Linked DNA regions of Mus musculus: all the other regions are linked to region 2. The links are chromatin contacts, called in public promoter capture Hi-C maps. All regions are on one chromosome and are shown on one strand. The core of a region is the stretch at or near the end of the contact, and the rest is flanking DNA. Distances in the headings are between cores, read along the strand shown.

Region 1 (3,475 bases), core at 792-3,291, 3.3 Mb before region 2:
CTTTCTTTCTTTCTTTTTTTTTTTTTTTTTTTTTTTTTTTTTTGAGGAAGAAACCTTCTGAGAGTCAAACTCCAGGCTACTTTTCATTTGGCACAGCAACATCAATACTTCCGGCATAAGAATCACATAAATTCCTAGGCGTGGTGATTCAGCCTTATAGTCTCAGTCATGAGTTTATTAAGAAGAAAAAAAACCCTCAAATCCATTTTTGAAACACAATGTTTACTACTACATAACTAGGCTACTTTCAAGCATCTGCTTCTCCTGCCTCAGCCTCCAAAGTAGAGCTCTGCTCTCTACAAGATGATATAAAAAAGGAGAAATGGATGAGACAGCAAAGAAAAGTCTCAATGGGAAAAATTACTGAATTAAAGCCTATCTATCTATCCATTCATCTTTCTATCTATGTATCTATCTATGTATCCATTCATTTATCTATCTATCTATCTATCTATCTATCTATCTACCTACCTATCTATTTTTGAGGCAGTCTTACTATGCAGCCCTAGCTGTCCTGGAATTAGCTATGTAGACTAAGCTGGCCTCAAACTCGCAGAGATCTGAGTCTCTGCCTCCCATGTGCTGGGATTAAATGTGTCTTCTTCCATCAGCAAAGCCTATTTTAACTCTAAAGTACATTTTAAAAGAGCACCTGTACCCACATGAACATAACAGGTAGCTGCCAAAGATGAAGCACTTCAGTAGCCGGCCAATCCTTGAAACTACTTTGGAAAAAGAAATAGAGAATATAATACAGAAGAGGAATAAGATGCCATGCACCAAAGGAAGATAAGTCAAACAGAGGCAGAGCAAACAGCCTATATGACTTAGAACCAATGAACCATGGCTTCTTGGTGGTGCCCAAAGGGCTGTTCAAATAGCTACTTTATTTGTTCAGGAGGTGCCAACTTAAATCCACAAAGAGAGGAGACACAGAGCCTACTCACTAGCCAGCTGCTTGTTCTTTTTTTAGTTAGGGAAGCCAAGGAGGAGAAAAAGATCTATGAAGAAAGAGGCCCTTTCATCAGTAGCAAACACTTCTCTGGTAAGTAAGCAAATCTACATTGCACCCCAGGAAGATGAGATGGATGCTGACAATAAATAAACGAGAGGTTAAACCCACTGGGCCAGAGTGACCTTCCCTGTCACTTTCAACTTACTTGATTGGTTTTACCACCTAAATTAAGAAATTAATGTGTAAACCATCTTGGTTTGATTGTTGACTCTGCCAACCTCCCTGGCTGTATAAGCTTAAGTCAAGTGTTGCAGGGCACCCACATCCCTTATTGAAAGAGACAATCTTGGGGCGTCTTTCCAGGTTTATCTTTAAGAAGAGGCTGTCTGCGGGCAGCCTCACGGGGCGGGACAGAGAGACTACAAAAAATTACAGGGAAGAACAAAAAAACGGGAGGCTCGGGGAGCTGAACCTCCGAGTTTAGGTGAAGTCTTGGAAACGGTTGTCTTCCCCCATACCCCGAAAGAACTTCTAGGAAAAGACCCTCCACCCCCTGGAAAGTAGACAAAGGCAGTCTCCTAGGAAGGATCCCCTTTGGAAGAGACAAACCAAGAAGGAGCCCCGGGTAGGAGTCGCCAGGATTGAGCAACCCGGATGAGGACCCCGGTGGAGCGCATCTCAGGACAGAAGTCCCGCAGCTGCAGAGCTTACCCCGATGGAGGAGGCCGCTCTCTGGACATGCGACCTCAGCATCACTGTCCCCGATCGAGAGTTCCCCGACGCAGCGAACCTCAGGGCCGCCAAAGAATTGCCCTCATCTCTTTCCTGGCCTCGGGACCAGGACACCGAGGACGGCACCGCCCTCTTCTTACTTCAGGCGCTTCTGACGCGCAGCTGGAAAGTAGGTGCGGCTCCTTTAAGCAGGCTGCCGATGGACAGCTCCGTCGTCCTTCGCGCGGCGCGATGCACGCCGGGAACTGGAGTCCCGGGAGCCGGCCGGCCAGCCAGCTTCCAGAGAGTGCGTAAGCCTAAGAGCCTCAGAACAGCAACAGCCTCCGAGAGAGGTTACGATGTGACCCAAACGCTGTGCCTCGGAGCTGAGGGGCGCCTGTCCACGCTGCACGCGGAGAGCCGAAGACGGAGCGAGCCCCCCCAGTCACCTGAAGGGAGCGTTCGAACACTGCGCCTGCGCAGAGCGCCTGCTGCTAGCCGCCGCGGCAATCGCCTGCGCAGAGGAAGAGCGGCGTGCGCTTGCGCAGAAAATTGAAGTCGCTTCGGCAGCCTTGGGGAGCATGGTAGGTGGCTAGCTTTGCGCTCTGCAGGTGCGGGCCAGAGCCGGGCGCGGAGGTCACCTCTCTGTGGCGGCATTAGGATAACCGAACCGAGAGGCCGGGCGTGCCCGTCGTGGTGTTGAGGGAGGGCGCGGTTGACTTGGAGTAGCATGGTGTGAAGAGGGGTGTGAGGAGCCCAGTTGGATCTCCGGGGAGGGCAGCGGCGCCGGGTCAGCTGGGTGCTGACCGGACCGGAGGGCGGGACGGGGCTGTGCGACGGGTGACAACCTGCCTGCTGGGCGGAGCCGTCCCGCTTCTGAGTGGACAGTGACGCCGATTGGGGCGGAGCTGGCAGAGCTTTGAAGCCGTCAGCCCGGGGAGGTTTGTGGAAGAGGTGGAAGGACGCGATCCCCGGAAGGTGGTGCGCAAGGCTCCGCGGGGTTAGCATGGTTTGCGATCCGCTCAGCTCTCGCCGCGGCGAGGATATCCCCTACTCGCCCGCTCTCTTCCTGAGATCAGGCTGGGAATCCTGGAGGCGGGGAGGGACCGACTGGACGCCCTGGAGGTAGAGGAGGGTTTGCCTAGTAGAGCCGTGCAAAGGCCTGGACCGCGGGAGGACGCCTGACAGTCCCATTCCTTGGGTCTCGGGGTAGCCTTGCTCCGAGAGGATGCAAGCGAATGGGAGCCGAGGAAGACAAGTTTTGTCTCTGTCCTGGGAGAGATGTCGGCTTGGCTTGGTTTGCGTAGAGGAAACAGGGGAACTGAGGACCGAACCCTGGGGAGGGAAGAGGGGATGGAACCAATACCGAGAAGGACGAGGCTGGAAAACTAAAAGGTTTGAACCTAGAAATCAAGAAATAATGGAGAAGAGCTGCAGAAAGACTCCTCTGACCAGCTGCTAGCAGACTTCAGCGGCCAAGCCACTCACCTGCGCTCTTGGACAGGAACGTCACTGGGGAAGGAAATGTTGGGAGGCTCAAGATTTGGGAACACTTGGACTTGATGCCCTCATTTCCAGGCTTGCACATGGCAAAGCACAGTCAATCTGTAGTGGGCCGCAAATCTGTTTGAGCAAATGTTTGTCCTATGAGCCCTTTGAAATTGACCATAAGAGGAGGTATTTTGCTAAGTGTCTGTGGAAGGACATTTTACAGATGCTTTCTAAAATCTTATATGGGAGCACTCTTGTGCCTAGGTTGTGTGTTATTCTTCACAAGATAACATAAAGTGTATGAAACTTTTCGTACCA
Region 2 (3,931 bases), core at 312-2,811:
GGCGCGGCGGGCCCAGCTGGCGCAGCCTCCACTTCCGGCTCGCGCGCGGTGTCCCTGGCAAATAACCCCGCCGGCCCCCACATAACCTGTTCTCCAGCTTCCTCCCGGGAGCGCGAAGCCAACCTGTGCACCCCTATGCGCATGCGCAGGACACTGGGCTCCGCCTTCATGCTACGGTAGCCCGTAGGGGCAAGATACATCTCGGCGTTTCCAGTCAACTGCTGCCTGAACACATTTCGGAGAACAAGGAGTTTCTCTTCTCTCCTCTTCTCCCCTCCTCTCCCAAATGTGCCTGCTCTTGGCTATGCTCTTTCACTTATCTGCACTAAACTTTCTCTTCCACCATGCCTAACTTTCAGGTAGTTATGCCCTTCCTTTTTACTTTTTTTTCCCCCCACTCTGAGGATAAAACAAATTTGGTTCTCCATTAACCATGCAGCTAAAAAGCACATTAGAGCAAGAGCTTTGAATTAACTAATAGCTTTTCTCGGCTCATAATTTGTGGTTCTTTCGTATCAGTAAAGCAGAGCCCGACCTGTGCCTGACGTCGGAGCGCAGGAGCAGTTGAATAAGACACGGATGTGTAAGAGTTGTACAAGCTGTACGAGCACCGCTGATGCTCCTGTACAGTAACGTGTGGCTTTGCAACACCACAGGGAAACTATCGTGAGACTAAGGGAAACTACAGAGAAAATAACTGGCCACACGGAGCCGTAGGATCTGGCCCCACTTTAAACTAGCCCTGGACTGTCGGCCTTGTGAAATGCAGCGTAAACACATTAGACAACCCCTGAAAGCAATTGACACTCTAGTGTCTCACCAGGACTGCAAAGTTTCACCTTCAAAGAAAGTGTTCCCCACACTTTGCCTATAATTTCTGAACTCTTATTGGTGGAGTAGGGCAGGTCATAGCCACCAATGCCAGTGGAAAGTAAGAGTTTCTGAGACGTGGAGCGTACGTTTATACTTCTATTTTGAGTATCTAGTATAGTTATTGAGTGACAGTAAGGTGTTCAATAACACTATCAGCTAGCTTTATTCCAAATCACCGAGCACCATTGAAAAGCCTTTAGTCCATGTAAGTATGTTTCTGCGCCATGAATTATTTATTACTATGTAATACATAATTATTTTTATTATTATGTATTATTTCTGCACAGTGAAAAGGCTACCAAGAACACAGAACCTGAATTAATTTTGCAAAAGTCTTTTTCTGGAGCCCTAGACTTTTTAGGTGGGAGGATTCTCTTCTGTCCTGGAAGTCTTCAGAAGCCAGTCCTGTCAGGGCAGCAACCCAGGCTCCAAGTTCCTCAAATTCGGCTCAACGATGACATCCAGCGGCGAGGGACCGAACATCCTTTGCTACAGGCAGAGACAGTGGAGGCGCGCTGCGCAGGCGCTCTGAGCCGCCGCGCCGGCCCGCCCCTGCCTCGCCTGTGCCTTTAAAAGCCGGCAGGCTCGCCTGTTCCCACTGCGCCTGCGCGGCAAGCAGCTGGCGGAAACGCCCGGCCGGCTTCTTGTGGCGGCAGCTTCCGGTCGGAGTGGGGCGGGGCAACCTCTGCTAAGCAAGTGGTGTGGCGGGTTGGAGGAGGCAGGGAGGTTCTTGGTCCTAGGGAGGCTGCGTCCTTCCCGTGCTTTGTCCCAGCGTCACCACCCGCCTTCCACGGTGCAGCCGGCTCGCTGGGGACTGATTTCAGGTGGCAGCCACCGGGTGAAGAAATCGTGTCCTGATGCTTAGTTGTATCCGCACGCTGCCCTGCCCCCTGCCACCTAGCTACCTGGGACCTGCGCGCTCCCCCAGCTCCTTCATTCGGCAGGGTTGGGGTTCACGGGCTGCTTAGGTAAGCAAAGCACTAATGCAACAGGTATGGAGGCACCTTCCAAAGCCTGTGGTCATCGACTTTACCACGAGTTAAAATGTTTGAGTGCATTTGAACTTCAGCACCTGAAGCCTGCCAACGAACTTAATTGTTTTATTGGGGATGGAAAGCATAATATCAAACCTCCGAGTGATAAAACAGCAGAAATTCAAATAGTTAACTCCTGTAGTTGGTGTTGAACAAAATGTGTGTGTTTGATAGCAATTTGAATTCTTGGTTTTCTGTGTTGATAGTTGTTTTAAGATGCTCGTGTATTCACACCATTGCCTACAATACACTATTATTATAAACGCAACTTGAATCGTTTGCTCCAGCTCGTTGAGAAAAAGTTCGAGACTATATGTATTCTCCAGATATACCTATAGAAGTGCACTTGTATTGGGACATTCAGAAAGTATTTAATACACGTCATCTTACATGCGTTGTACAGAAATTATAACTGTAGTATTATGCACCACCATGTACCCACTTGAAGGACCCAGGTGGCTGGTGCAGTCAGTTATGCAAACCAGCTTCAACAAGGGAAGCAGTTAACCAAAATTGTAGTTACAGATGTCAGAAGATACAGTCCCAGGTGGCTTATCTTGATCTGACCTGCTGATTTAGTTGTGTTTCCTCTGTGAAAAATACGACTTAGAAGTGATGTTTGTTTTGTCCTCTATAAGCTACTAATGCTGTGAATAGTTTCCAGAGCAGGCTGAACTATGTTTGATGTCTATTTAACCAGCCCAGCCCTGATCCCCTCCTCCTTTTTCCATAAAGCATTTAATAATTAGTTCCACAAACAAATTTGAGCTATATGATATTCATCACTGGGAGCACAAATTGCCACTTGATGTGAGACTTTTCTTTGTGGAGTAGGGAAGTAGAGTATGAGGAATTTCATAATCTCCACTGCCTGGCCAGATACTGTTGTCTGAAGTCACATAATAAAGCATTAGTTGTTTTTCCTGGAACATGCATTTTACTTGAAATTATTTTTAGAATACTTGTTTGACTATTATATAGTTTAAGTTGCATTAAAGTAACTGACATGCATTCCTGTAGAACATGTAGGGATATTTAAAACTTTGCAAAACTTCACACTTGTGTTAATATATGTTAGGGAACATTCTAAATCCTGTTCATTCATTTCCTTGATTTCCAAAACCTTTGGCGAAAAGGCAGTGATTACTAGGGTTGGGATTTTGATATTTGGTAAAGCACTGTGTTAGCATAGTTTGATCTCTTTGTGCCTTTTGTTCTTTACAGTGTATATGCTGTCGTCATAAAGCAGAAGCAACCCTATCATACTGCCTGGCTCATGTGTAGTCACTGAATATTTGGGAAATAGCAGGCAGAAAAATATGAACAAAAATTATAAATTAGGGCAGTGGTGGCACGTGCCTTTAATCCCAGCACTTGGGAGGCAGAGGCAGGCAGATTTCTGAGTTCGAGGCCAGCCTGGTCTACAGAGTGAGTTCCAGGACAGCCAGGGCTACACAGAGAAACCCTGTCTTGAAAAACCAAAAATAAATTAATTAATTAATATTTGTATATATATGGTAAAAATAGGTAAAAATGATGCTGTTTTGGGGTCTGATTTCCAGTTGAGGTTTGAATGGCAGAGGGGTTTGCCCCAGCTGTCAATGAAGGGATGAGGTAAATGGAGACATAAGCCTTTTGGCTGGAAGAGAAGGATAGCTGTTGTTTGTCTTTGTCAACTGTGGTTCAGATTTCAGAATGCCCAAGAAATAGGACTCCAGTTCAGTGAGCAAGTGATTTCTTAGAATCGTTGATGGCAATTAGTTTGTCTTAGGTGCTGTATAATTACCCAAGAAACAAGAAACATAAACAGACTTTACTTTTAAACCTTAGAAATAAAATTTGCCACAACTGATTTGACTTCCATTACTAAAAATAATACTTTTGTATTCGGTGCTAAATAGTCAGTAGCTAGAATACCATTGAATGTTAACATTTAAGATAAGTTGATAGGCATAGGAAATGAAGCTGAGACTTGAGAGGAAGTGTTGGTCAGGACCAGAAGGAAAGCAGCTACCTGTGTATCC
Region 3 (3,692 bases), core at 234-2,733, 3.8 Mb before region 2:
ACTTTTAGAGCCATTTCTGGTACATCTGAACAAGAACGAGACTTGTCTAGGCTCCTTCATGGATGACATGCTGTATTTTGAATGGGTGTCAGACCACGTACCAAGGAAAAACTAAATCATTCTCCCCGTCTCACACACAACTCTTTTCACAGGTAGGAACGATTCCATTCCATTTCACAAAGAATACAGAAGTTTAGAGAAATCTGTTGTTCGTACAGAGGGTGCAAGTTACAAGCTGGGACCGGAATTGCACACCGAGTAATTGCACACTGTTCTTTTAGCCATTTTTCTAAACTTCAGCCACCTGAAAACCACCTGTGGTTTTTCAAAGGATACCCATTTAATTATTCATATTTTTATTAGAATAGACTTTAAAAAAAATAACAAAACAAAATTGGTATCCCAAAGGAAAGCGTATATGACACAAATGAGAAAGAATACCATAAAAGGATATAAAAATAAGTATCGTGGAAAACCCACGAATTCCTGTGGCACTGACATCTGCTGCTTAGGTCAGCCCTGCGTTGCTCGCATCCCCACAGGCAGGGAACCTTCTGGCTGGGTGGTGGTGCAAGCAATGAGAGATTCCACTTCTCAGGGCTCAGTTACTGGTCCCTCACTAGGGAAAACACTCCAGACTCAACGTGTGTAAGGGATGCAGTCCGGTTTTGCTCATCATACAGTTTATTAAAAGCTACGCCGAGGAAGGCATGGTAACGGGCTGACGAGGTGACTTGCCCGCTCCTAACGTGGGCGTGCACTGACAGCTGGGAGGGGACTGCAACTGCGAGCGCCCGCGGGGTCCTCCATCCTTCACCAGTGGGTGTCCCGCAGCAGCCCTCACCTGAGGTCCGCAGCCACCACCTCGAAGTAATCGTGCGCCGGCAGGGGGCGCAGTTGCTCTTCCAGCTGCTCTTTGGTGAGGCCCGGGGGCAGACGCCGGAGGACCACCTGGGATGACCATTGCGTTCACTCAGGTGCTGCCGCCCGCCACGCCCACTCAGCCTGAGGTTCCCCGGAGCTCGGGGGACCGCGGCTCCCCAGCTCCACCCCGACTCGCTAATCCTAGTCCAGACTGCTCGCAACAGCCCGCATCACTTCGGAGACTAGGCTCCGCCCCTGAGATGAACAACCCGCCCCGCCCTCCCCAAGCCCCGCCCACCGGGGGGCTTAGAAGCCGTCCTCTCGCGAGACTTGCGGGCCCCGCCCCCACCTTGCTCAGGGCTGTCCTCTTCTCCTCGCGAGGCTTGCCGGCCCCGCTCTCACTTAGGGTCGGGGCCGGAGGCGCCGCCGACTCCTTCCGCGGTGACTCGCGGCGGCAGTGGGTCTCTGAGCTCGATAGTTTCTCCCTCCAGCTCGGGCCCCGCGCAGCCAGGGCTGCGCCTAAGCCTCCGGCCCCCTCTTCCGAGCGCATCCCCACCGGCCGGCCGGCCGCCGCCACCTCCGCGAGAACGAAGCCTCGCGAGGACTAGGCAGCCCCTCCCTTGGAATTCGGTGTTCAGTGTCCCCTCCCCGGCCCTGACAGGGAAGGGGCGGTGCCAATGCTGGCCCGCGCCTGTAGGGGGCAGCGCGGCAGTTTTTAAAAGACAGCGGACGTCCTAGAACGGCGGCGACGGTGAAGGAGATCGGTGCTGCCAGCCACGCGGAGAGCAGATGCTCACTCCGGACGTCCCGTGCGCTGCTGACCTGCGGTGGGGACTGGGAGCCCCCGGTCCACCCGGAGTCACTGGGACAGTACCGAAAGTAAACCCGTCGCTCTCCTCGCCCCACTCTGCCCTCCGCCTCCCTCCTACACGTTTTCTCTGTTGAGACAGGGCTTTGTGTAGCCTTGATTGTCCTGGAACTCACTCTGTAGACCTGGCTCTCCTGGAGCTCAGAGATCCTCTGCCTCCTGGGATTAAAGGCGTCTGGCTTTTTATTTTTATTTTATTTGTAGCAGATATACGAACAATACAGTTTTCCCATGTGCTCAATGATGTATAGCACCATTCTCCCTACGTTAATGGTAAAGGAGAATGAGAGATTTTCAGAAATCGATCGTGGCACTCCTGAAATGTGACGTTTTAAATAAGCCAAAGACTCAAAACCGTTTAGGTCTGCGTCAAACAGGCCTCAAACATCGAGAGTTCTATAAAAGCCTGGGCAAGAGCGGTTTTCCAGTATTTCGTGTTGCAAAGAAAGCTAGGACTGAGCCCATCACTTGAACCAGCTCAGTTTGGAATAACCAGTTACACTGACCAGAAGTTCTGATAGCCTCTTAACCTTTATTAGGAAGAAAACACACGTGTGAGAGGCTGATAAAAATGTGGACGACGAGTTGTCAGGAAAAACCAACCCATACCCAGTTGTTAAGATAGTACAAGGTCGATGGATAGTAACTTCACAATGGAAGAAAGTTGGAACATTACAAGCTTGGAGCCAAAATTATCTCGGGCTGGCTTTTGCCCCCTTAAAGATAAAGCCATTGACTGTCCTCCTGTGTGCCTGACCCAACACCCTTTCACCTGTCTGGCAAACTGCTGGTTAGTTTATGTCAGCTTGACTCAAAATAGTCACTTGGTTGTGAAGAGGAAAGAGTTGAGGCATTATTTTCATCAGATTGGCCTGTGGAACAGTTTCTTGACTAATGGACGTGAAAGGGTCCCACAGCAGTTGGACCTTGCTTGTAATAAAGCCAATAAGCATTCTCTGTGGCCCTGCTAGTTCTTGCCTCCAAACTCCTACTTGAATTTCTTCTCTGATTTCCCTCACTGAGGGATGTGACCAGAGAGCTAGAAGAGGAACTAAATCTCTTCCTCCCACAAGTTGCTTTTGGTCAGTGTTCAGAGTGTAATGAGTTGTGGAAACATGAAAGATACCATTGAAAGAAGAGAGACATTATGAAGTATCAGAGGGATACCAGGGATGTTCTTGTGATATTTGGATTAAGAATCTACCTTTATTGGGACAAATAATGATGGTTAGCTGGGGATGAAGAATCAGTTGTGATTAATAAGACCAGCATCATCAAAGTGCAATTTTCTGGATATACTTCCTAAAGGTCAGCACACAGACACTGCAGTCCAGATGCAGTCAAGGCTATCTCAAGCAGGAAACCTGACTTGGTAATGTGTACCCCACATAGTGGAACTGATTGTGTAGGCATGAACGCTGCAAGATTTAAGAGGTCACAGAAATGAGCTGAGATTGAAACTGGAAAGAGCCAGGAGAGGCAGTAGAAACTCCAGCATGCTGGAGATGCTAGGACTGCAGGACCATGTCAGGTGAGGAGTGGAGCCTACTTAAGCCTACCAGACAAGCTGTGAGTTGTGGATGGCAGAGCCAGCCTGAGACATGGAGCTGCCCAAGTCCCCTGGAGCCCGGAAGATCATGAGTAAGTCCCAGACATTAGATTATAAATTATTTACATTACTGGATTTTGCTTTTGTTTTGATCCACTTTTAACTGTGCTTTGGTTCTTTCTTCCCTCTTGGAATAACTACTTGATTCTGAGACTATAGTTACAAGACTGGATATTGTTAGTGTCACTGAACTTTAACAAGTTTTTAAAGATGGAAACTTTGAAGGTTATACTTTATATTGTTGTATTAACATCTTGATGATAAACAAGGAAAGGTTACTGTTTAATGGTGATGTATGTGTCAAGTTAAGAGGTCACCCCAGTTGGTTAGTTTTTGTGAACTTGAAACAAA

What was found. Promoter capture Hi-C pulls out the DNA fragments that hold promoters and counts their contacts.
Region 1: a contact with region 2 is called in a promoter capture Hi-C map of pre-B cells, with 2.8 times the contacts expected there. The contact joins the promoter of Tmco3 here to the promoter of Lig4 in region 2. A contact is called at or near these places in 2 of 39 promoter capture datasets (liver and pre-B cells) and 1 of 484 Hi-C or Micro-C datasets (CD4 T cells).
Region 3: a contact with region 2 is called in a promoter capture Hi-C map of pre-B cells. The contact joins the promoter of Upf3a here to the promoter of Lig4 in region 2. A contact is called at or near these places in 1 of 39 promoter capture datasets (pre-B cells) and 1 of 484 Hi-C or Micro-C datasets (CD4 T cells).

Annotation. Positions count from the first base shown.
Region 1 is chr8:13,286,579-13,290,053 of GRCm38.p6, reverse strand. It overlaps Tmco3 (transmembrane and coiled-coil domains 3), which reads right to left and starts at 2,041. Exons shown (of 13, transcript NM_172282.2): 1 at 1,667-2,041. It overlaps Dcun1d2 (DCN1, defective in cullin neddylation 1, domain containing 2 (S. cerevisiae)), which reads left to right and starts at 1,928. Exons shown (of 7, transcript NM_001024504.2): 1 at 1,928-2,250. The coding sequence starts at 2,248.
Region 2 is chr8:9,973,941-9,977,871 of GRCm38.p6, reverse strand. Lig4 (ligase IV, DNA, ATP-dependent) reads left to right here and starts at 1,561. Exons shown (of 2, transcript NM_176953.4): 1 at 1,561-1,841. Abhd13 (abhydrolase domain containing 13) reads right to left here and starts at 155. Exons shown (of 2, transcript NM_001081119.1): 1 at 1-155.
Region 3 is chr8:13,783,406-13,787,097 of GRCm38.p6, reverse strand. It overlaps Upf3a (UPF3 regulator of nonsense transcripts homolog A (yeast)), which reads right to left and starts at 1,483. Exons shown (of 9, transcript NM_025924.2): 1 at 1,214-1,483; 2 at 845-951. The coding sequence starts at 1,414. Gm46032 (a long non-coding RNA gene) reads left to right here and starts at 2,042. Exons shown (of 2, transcript XR_001778519.2): 1 at 2,042-3,373.